2 separate regions of the Mus musculus genome follow, and region 1 is linked to region 2. Evidence: chromatin contacts called from public promoter capture Hi-C data. All regions are on one chromosome and are shown on one strand. Each heading gives the region's core, a stretch centred on a gene start, on an enhancer-like site or on the middle of the called end of the contact. The rest is flanking DNA. Distances are from core to core; before and after follow the strand shown.

Region 1 (3,640 bases), core at 509-3,008, 2.1 Mb before region 2:
CAGATCAAATCTCTCTTCTGAAACCCTCTAAGCCCCAGTGGCACATCCCATCCAGAGGCTCTTAAGATTGTGGCATCATCTTCTGACAGCTTCAAATGGACACATGGCATCAGTAGATCTGTGTCTGTAAGAAATCACAGATTGTAAAACAGAGTAAACATCACTATTTTAAAAAAGTGTTGCAAGCAATCTAAATGACATTTATTACACATGCAAAAAAAAAAAAAAAAAAGCCTTTCAACCCCTATTGAAAATAATACATATTGTTTTGTTACTATCTTATTAACATTCAAAATCTTGGTTTAATGTTGAAAGTAAATCGTCTGGCAGGTATAAAAAAATCTGCTCTGCCATGATGCAGACATATGAGCAGGAGACATGCTTCCTATAGCATCAGGTTTATGATCTTCCTGGTCACACTCTGTGGTCATCGCAGAGCTTTGACTGAAATTCTGCAAGTGTCTGTTTCTCTGCTAACACACAAATCCAAAGCTGGGGATAATCATACTCTGTATTTTTCTTTTCATGAAAATATTTTTTTCCATACTGTGGATTCTAACTCCCCCTTCCTCCCAGTTCCTCTCCACCCGCCCCCTCCCATCTGGATCCACACCCTTTCTGTCTCTCAGTAAAAAAAACAGTCAAAATAATAAAATAAAATAAATGGAAAACAATTGGAATGGAACAAAACAACAAAACGAGAAAACAAAACCAACCAAACAACAAAGTAAAAGCATAGCAAACACATATAGATCCAGAGACACATGTTAGCACATACAAGAATACCATAAAACCCAAACTTGAAAGTCATGATATATATGCAAAGAACTCATAAGGTAGAGAGGAAAGGCCCTGCCAGCATTATGAGACAGAGAACCTGTAACGTGGCTGTTGAGTTTGTTTTGTGCTAGCCATTCCCGGCTAGGCATAGGGCCTACCCTGCCGAGTGGTTTGTTTCCAGTGAGACTCCCTTCCAAAAAAACCATCTTTTCATTCATAAGTGGTTATTGCTTGCAGATAGCTTCTAGGTTAGGGATGGGGACATTTGTAAACTTTCTCTTTCAGCTGTAGACCCCATCTGGTTGCAGACTCAAGCAGGTCCTGTTCATGCTACTCTGGTACTGTGAGATCCTGTGGGCCTCAGCCCTGTTGTGTCCAGAAGGCCTTGATTGCTTGGTGTCCTCCATTTCCTCAGCTCTCACACTCTTTCTGCCTCCTCTTCCACAGAGTTCCTTGAGCCACGAGGAGAGAGATTTGATAGAGGCATCACTTTGAGGGCTAAGTGTTCCAAGGTTTTTCACTCTCTGCAAATTGTTTGGCAATAGGTCTCTATGTGTTGCCATCTGCTGCAGGAGGCAGCTTCTCTAACAATGGTTGAGCAAGGCACAGATCTATGAGTACAGCAGAAGTCATTTTAGCTACACTCCGTCAGCAGCGCAGTAGAATTTGGTTTTCCTCTGTGCCCATGGGCTATCTAGTCTAACTAGGTTATCTAGTTCTTGGTCACCTAAACAGCCTTGAGCATCGGTTCCATTTCATGGAGTATGCCTTAAGTTAAATCAGATTCTAATTTACTGCCACAAGATTTGTGTCACTATCACACCGGTGTCCAAGTCACTCTTGTACACTGAAGAGTTTGGAGCTGGGTAACATGCAGAGTATGTTCCAGGACCATGAGCACTAGTCCACAGGGGTAGAGGCTCTAAGTGGGAACCACTTGACTTCTCTGTGTTCAATGTAGGTGGTAACTTCTGCAATAGGGTTCTGATATCAGTTTGTTGAGGGTTAAAAATAAGCCTTGGCAACAGCCTGAGCTATTTGTTGGGGGAGGGGCATGGAACCCCTTTGGATAACAATTCAATTAGATGTAACTCATTCCATGTATTGGAAGCTTCATTGGGTGATAAGAGATGTGTTTTGGGGCTCTGCCTTCCCTGTTATTTGGTGATTTCATTTACATTGCATATATATATATATATATATATATATATATATATATACCATCTTGTGTGTGTATATATATATATATACACACATATATATATATACATACATATGCATATAGATTGCATTCTCATATAATCACCTACATGTACATGTAGATGTACATACACATATGTATCAACTTATTATATATATATATGTATATATATATATATACACACATATATTACATTATATGAAGCTTCTACTACATTAGGCTTCCATACAACCCCTCAAATGGCCCACAGTTTTAGCTAGCCCCCACTAACGTCTCTTCCCTTCTTCTCCCTTTTAATCCCCTCATTCCAGTCTCCCCACCTTATCCATCTGTAACTGTTTATTGTATTTCCTTTTCCTAGGGAGATCCATCCCTCTCCCTTAGTCCCTTACTGTCAATCTAACCATCGTGGTTATAACTTCTGTGGTTATATAGATTGTAGCATGCTTATCTATGACATAACAGTCAAAATTCACATACAAGAGAATATTGTATTTGTCTTTCAGGGTCTGGGTAACACATTCAGGATGATATTTTTCTAGTTTCATCTGCTTACCTGCAAATTTCAGAATTTTATTTTTTTAATGGCTTCACTCTATGAATGTGCCACACTTTCTTCATCCAGTCATTCACTGACAGACATCTAGGTTGTTTCCAATTGCTGGCTCTTATGAACAGAGCAGCAGTGAACACGGTTGAGCAAGTCCTCTGTGGTATGTAGTGTCCTTTGAGTACATGCCTAAAAGTGGTATGACCAAATCTCCAGGCATATCAATATCCTGATGAACCTCTGCTCTGATCTCCATCATGGCTGTAGAGTTTGCAGTCCTCCAGCAACGAATGAGTGGTCCTTTGTTCCACATTCTCACTAGCATGAGAATTTTTTTCTTAACACAACAGTTCAAAGTCCACACAAGCTTTTCATCTGGAGGTCTTTAAATACATAAGAAATATTTTTAGTTTGCTAGTTTTAAAACTATAGGGTAGAAGTTGGTAAATCCAAAAAAAAAAAAAAAGCCCACAGTTTTCATAAATAAAAATCATGATACATATATCTGAGCAGCTTTGCAAGGCAAAATGACAAAGGCTCAGGGCCAGAAGGGAAGGTTCAGGGTGGGGAAAGCACAGGCTTTGAGCCATCTTCCTCATCACGTTGACTTTAGGCTTGCTCAGGTTTAACTAAGCTGCTGCTGTTCTTGCCTTAACTCCAAGAATATAAAAGTGAGTTCCATGTGCTGTCTTCAGCTCAAGCTTTTCCAAGGATGGAGTCCTTTCAAGCCACTGCTCAGTTTAGTGAGAATTAGTATTCTCCCTGATCGTCAGCTGTATTTCTCACTGAGTGAAACAAGAAAGCTGAGTTGGTAAGAGAAGGTGCCATTGGTGAGCCAGAGAGTTTCTGGTTTTCCCCTGGGATGCTCTCTCAATCAGAGAAATTGTATACATCTGGGAATGTTTGTCTGTGCACGCATGTGTGTGTGTATCTACATGTCTGCGCAAATGTGTATGCACACATGTGCATATACATTTGTGGATGTGTGGATGTGTGTGTGTGCCTAAGTAAAGAATAGCCCTGGAGTCAGAGGAATGTAGTTACTGGCATTGTGTTACATTAAGAACTGTATTGGTTACTTTTAATTGCCGTGATAAGACACTGTGACC
Region 2 (3,890 bases), core at 185-2,684:
TTTGGATGTAGTGGACAAGTGCATACTCTTGACATCAGTTTACCCAAAATAGTCCAGGATGAAGTCCTGACCATAATTATGGAGTCTCATATATTCAATTACACTTCAAGAGTGGTGTCTTAGAAATCAATCTATCTTATGTGCCTAATTATGAGCTAAGGATCACTGTCCCCAAATCTATTACTGAGTGACAAGTACAATCTAAGTAGTTCATAATTCAGCTAGGAATAGTATATAGCTATAGATGTAAAGCCTTATTCCAGCTAATGTTCTCAAGGACCACAGTGGAAGCTTCTGGAAGCTTCAAGGCTGCACACATCATCCTGGGCCATGTTGCAATATAAGCACAATTTGTGTTTACCTACTTTATAATACTTACAGTTCCTTTTGTGGTGGAGAATCAGGATACAATAGGCATTTGATGTATAGCTAAATATCTCTTCATTCAGTGACTAACAATTCCCTTTTCAGATGCACTACTCGAGTCTTTGTAGTTAGTAACATCATGGTGACTACCTTTGGTTAGGCTGTTTATGATCCAAACTGGTTGTGGTTAGAACTGTAATGTCTGAACTGAACAGGGGCTTCCTTTAGAAATAGAAAATAGAAAGCAACTTGGTGTGCAAAAACAAGACAAAACCCACAAGATCAAGTATTTGCAACGAACCTTCTCCCCTCCTACCACTGGTACAAACTAAAGGCAAAGTGTCATCTTTGAAACTAAGTTTCTATTAGGAGGTTACACTACACTCAGATGTTTGCTGTTTCTCCCAGGCTCTCCCTAGGAATAAAATCTTTCCTTCTGTCAAAGGAATTCCACAAGAGGCAGGAAGTTTTTCAATTGAACATTCTGTGGTGCCTTGGTCATATTCCCAAAAATCTCACTAGGAATCTTCTAAATTATCTCTCTTGAATGCCTCGAAAGCTATTCCTTGTATGTCGCCTCTTTTTGAACCAACCTTGCGGAAATATTGCGTTAGCTTGCGGTCCTCCCACCTCCTTTTCAAAGATCTGCTTCTATGTATGTGTATTGCCGGTTTGCTTGCAAACAAGTCTCAGCACACAGTGCGTGCGCTGCCCGCAGGAGCCAAAAGGGGGGTGGGATCCCCGAAATGGAGTAACAGTCAGTGGCAAGACCCCTCTGTGGACACTGGGAACTAAACCTGGGTCTTTGAGAAGAGCGGTCACTCTGGGCCACCTCCAGCCCCTCCATCCACCGTCCTGTCAAATGTCACTAGGAGTGAGCAAACCGAGAAAGAGCATCGTCGGGCAAGACTAGTTCTCAGGGAGCCCACACCAGTCCTGGCGAGCGCAACCACATCCCTGTGCTGTGAGGACAGGCAGGAGAAGCGACCGACCACAGCTGAGCACGCTGGTCCCTGTGCAGGGAAGGGCAGAGCTGCCTCTCCTACCTAAAGGCGCGGTGCCGGCTCCTCCCGCGATTTCAGTCCTCCGGATTTGAATCTTTTCCGGAAGGCCTTCATGTCCCGCCCTCTCAAGCCTCGCTCCACCCATTTGCATGCGCGGTGCCTTCTGGGATTGGTAGTTTACCCTGCGTTTCATCACCGTAAGGGAAGGAAAGAAAGGAGGCCCAAGTCACTGCAAGGTCCAGCGTCCCCGCTGAGTGACAGCGGGCACATGGGCGGGACTTAAAAGAGCGGGACTTACAAAGGGCGGGACTTACAAAGGGCGGGACTTGCAAAGGGCGGGACTCCCAAAGTGCTTTGGTAGCTAGCGAGGGCTTTGAGACGGCCGAGAGTTTGAGCGCCAAGGCTCTCTCTCCCCAGGGGACTCTGCAACCTGACTAGGTGCTCCTTCCCTGAGGTGTGTGCTCGACAAAGGTTGCTGAAAAAGTTCACGTTGAAATTTTTTTTGATGATAATATCGTGTTACTCATTTCCTTTGTTTCTTAGCATAGTAACATTCCAGGGAGCTGCCCGGGGAAGCTTAACGCTCGATGCGGTATGTATTCTATCTAGTAGCATCTTGCAAAAATATAGTGAAATATCAAGGACTACCGAGACTGCTATATACGATGGAATTGCAAACCTTTCAGCTTATGTGGTTATTAAGTTAGCTGAACATTGTAGTTTTGTTCCCAGAGAAGATATTTGCTAGCATTCAACATTTACCCCTTGCCAGTCTTTCGTGCAGTTCTGTATTTCTCTAAGACTGCTTTTGCATATTACACCCTTACGGCCTTTAGTTTGAACATTCTATATGTCTCTGATTATAAAGATGTTGAAGCTAAGAGATACTTGTTTACTTAGGCCTAATGGCAGAAAGCATCCTGGGGAACTTTCCAGGATGTACATATATATACATAGAAACGCTCAATATCCCCTGTTATGGATTCAAGAAACTGTGACTCCCCTGGGAAGACACATTTAAGAGCGGACTACCTCGTGTATTGAGCTTCTTCACATTCCCAGTTAATGTCTGAAATAAGAAGTCAGAGACTTACCAGAAGGAACAGACCTTGGGGTGAGAGCTGAGGGAAGGGAGCTGCTTTCATAAAAAACACCAATCCGATCAAAGCCATACATCCCACTAGCTGGCATAAGAAAGCCTATAGCTTTCTATAGAAGATATGAGTCAGAAATACAAGGAAAGAGGAAATGGTGTGTGTGTATGTGGTGGTGGTGGTGGGGGGGTGGGGGGAAGGGGGCACCATTTGGTGTGTGCTGGTTGGTTTTTGTCAACTTGACACCTTGGAAGAAGGAACCTCAAATGAGGAATTGTCTCACTCGGACTGGACTGTAGGCAAGTTTATGGTGGCATTTTCTTGATGATAGATCTATGGCGAGCCCAGCCCACTGTGGGCAGTATTGCCGCAGACTATCGCCTTTTTGGGTCTCCTATCTGTGTGGAACGGGTCTCTGGTTGCAGGTGGACAAGGAGTCGGCGAATGACAAACAGAAGCGACAGATGAGATTGTGTAGAATCTGAATGTAATTTGTCAAATCGAGCATCAAACTTTTTATACAGAAGAAAATAGGGAAGTTGGGTGACATACCGGCAAGGTACAAAGAGGTTACTGGATTCTTACACAAAACAGAGGAATGCAAACATGGAAGGACCGGCAGGAACCAGTTGGGATAAAATTCAATGCTAACAACTGGGATCAAAAACATCTCCACCTAAGGCCCACTTAATCTTAGAAGCCAGGGTCAAGGGCTTTGTGCCCTTGCCACAGTTCCTATTCTAGTCTATTGTATAGTCCACCTTCCCCCTAGGCCATTGTAAATACTTGTGTATGGGTGTAACTCAGCTATCCATATTTCTAAGTATCTACTCTGGTTACTTCTTAGATCACAAACTTCCATCTTCCTAGATAATGGTAAATTCCTGTATAGGGCAGTGACTTAGCTATCCATGCCCAAGGTCGGATCAAGGACTGCCTAGAATCTAACTTAGCTATATGTCAAAATATCAATCCGTAGGAGCACTTGTAATAAATCAATATTAAGGGAAAGCACACAGATGTGTTTACCAACTAAAGCAAGGGCATTGGAGCATTCTTTATACAGGATGCCACGATTCCAGGAGACTAAGTTTCCGTGAACTTTTCGCCTCGGAACAGCACCCAGGTTTTCAGGGCCTGTCGAGCTTGTCACTACTGGAGTGGATGTAGCACAGTATCATTCATATGGTGGTCCTGGGTTGTGTAAGAATGCAAACTGAGCAAGCCAAGACAAGCAAGCAGTGGTTCTCCAGGGTTCTGCTTAAAGTTCTTGCTCTTCCATTGCTGACTGGAATTAGTTTTCATTTCTGAGTTCATGCTCCTGTAGACTATTTCTGAACCTGCCATTTCTGAATCTTTACCTCAGCTAAACTTTATGTTGTACATGCCACCCTTGACCAGCAGAGGACACCATTGACTTACTGGC

What was found. Promoter capture Hi-C pulls out the DNA fragments that hold promoters and counts their contacts.
Region 1: a contact with region 2 is called in a promoter capture Hi-C map of stem cell-derived epiblast-like cells, with 4 times the contacts expected there. The contact joins the promoter of 4933406G16Rik here to the promoter of Fbxo48 in region 2. A contact is called at or near these places in 3 of 39 promoter capture datasets (hippocampal neurons, liver and stem cell-derived epiblast-like cells).

The regions. Positions count from the first base shown.
Region 1 is chr11:19,063,393-19,067,032 of GRCm38.p6, reverse strand. It overlaps 4933406G16Rik (RIKEN cDNA 4933406G16 gene), which reads right to left and starts at 1,758. Exons shown (of 5, transcript NR_046037.1): 1 at 939-1,758; 2 at 1-124.
Region 2 is chr11:16,948,954-16,952,843 of GRCm38.p6, reverse strand. Fbxo48 (F-box protein 48) reads right to left here and starts at 1,434. Exons shown (of 4, transcript NM_176982.2): 1 at 380-1,434. It overlaps Eldr (Egfr long non-coding downstream RNA), which reads left to right and starts at 1,562. Exons shown (of 4, transcript NR_110425.1): 1 at 1,562-1,824; 2 at 1,914-1,962.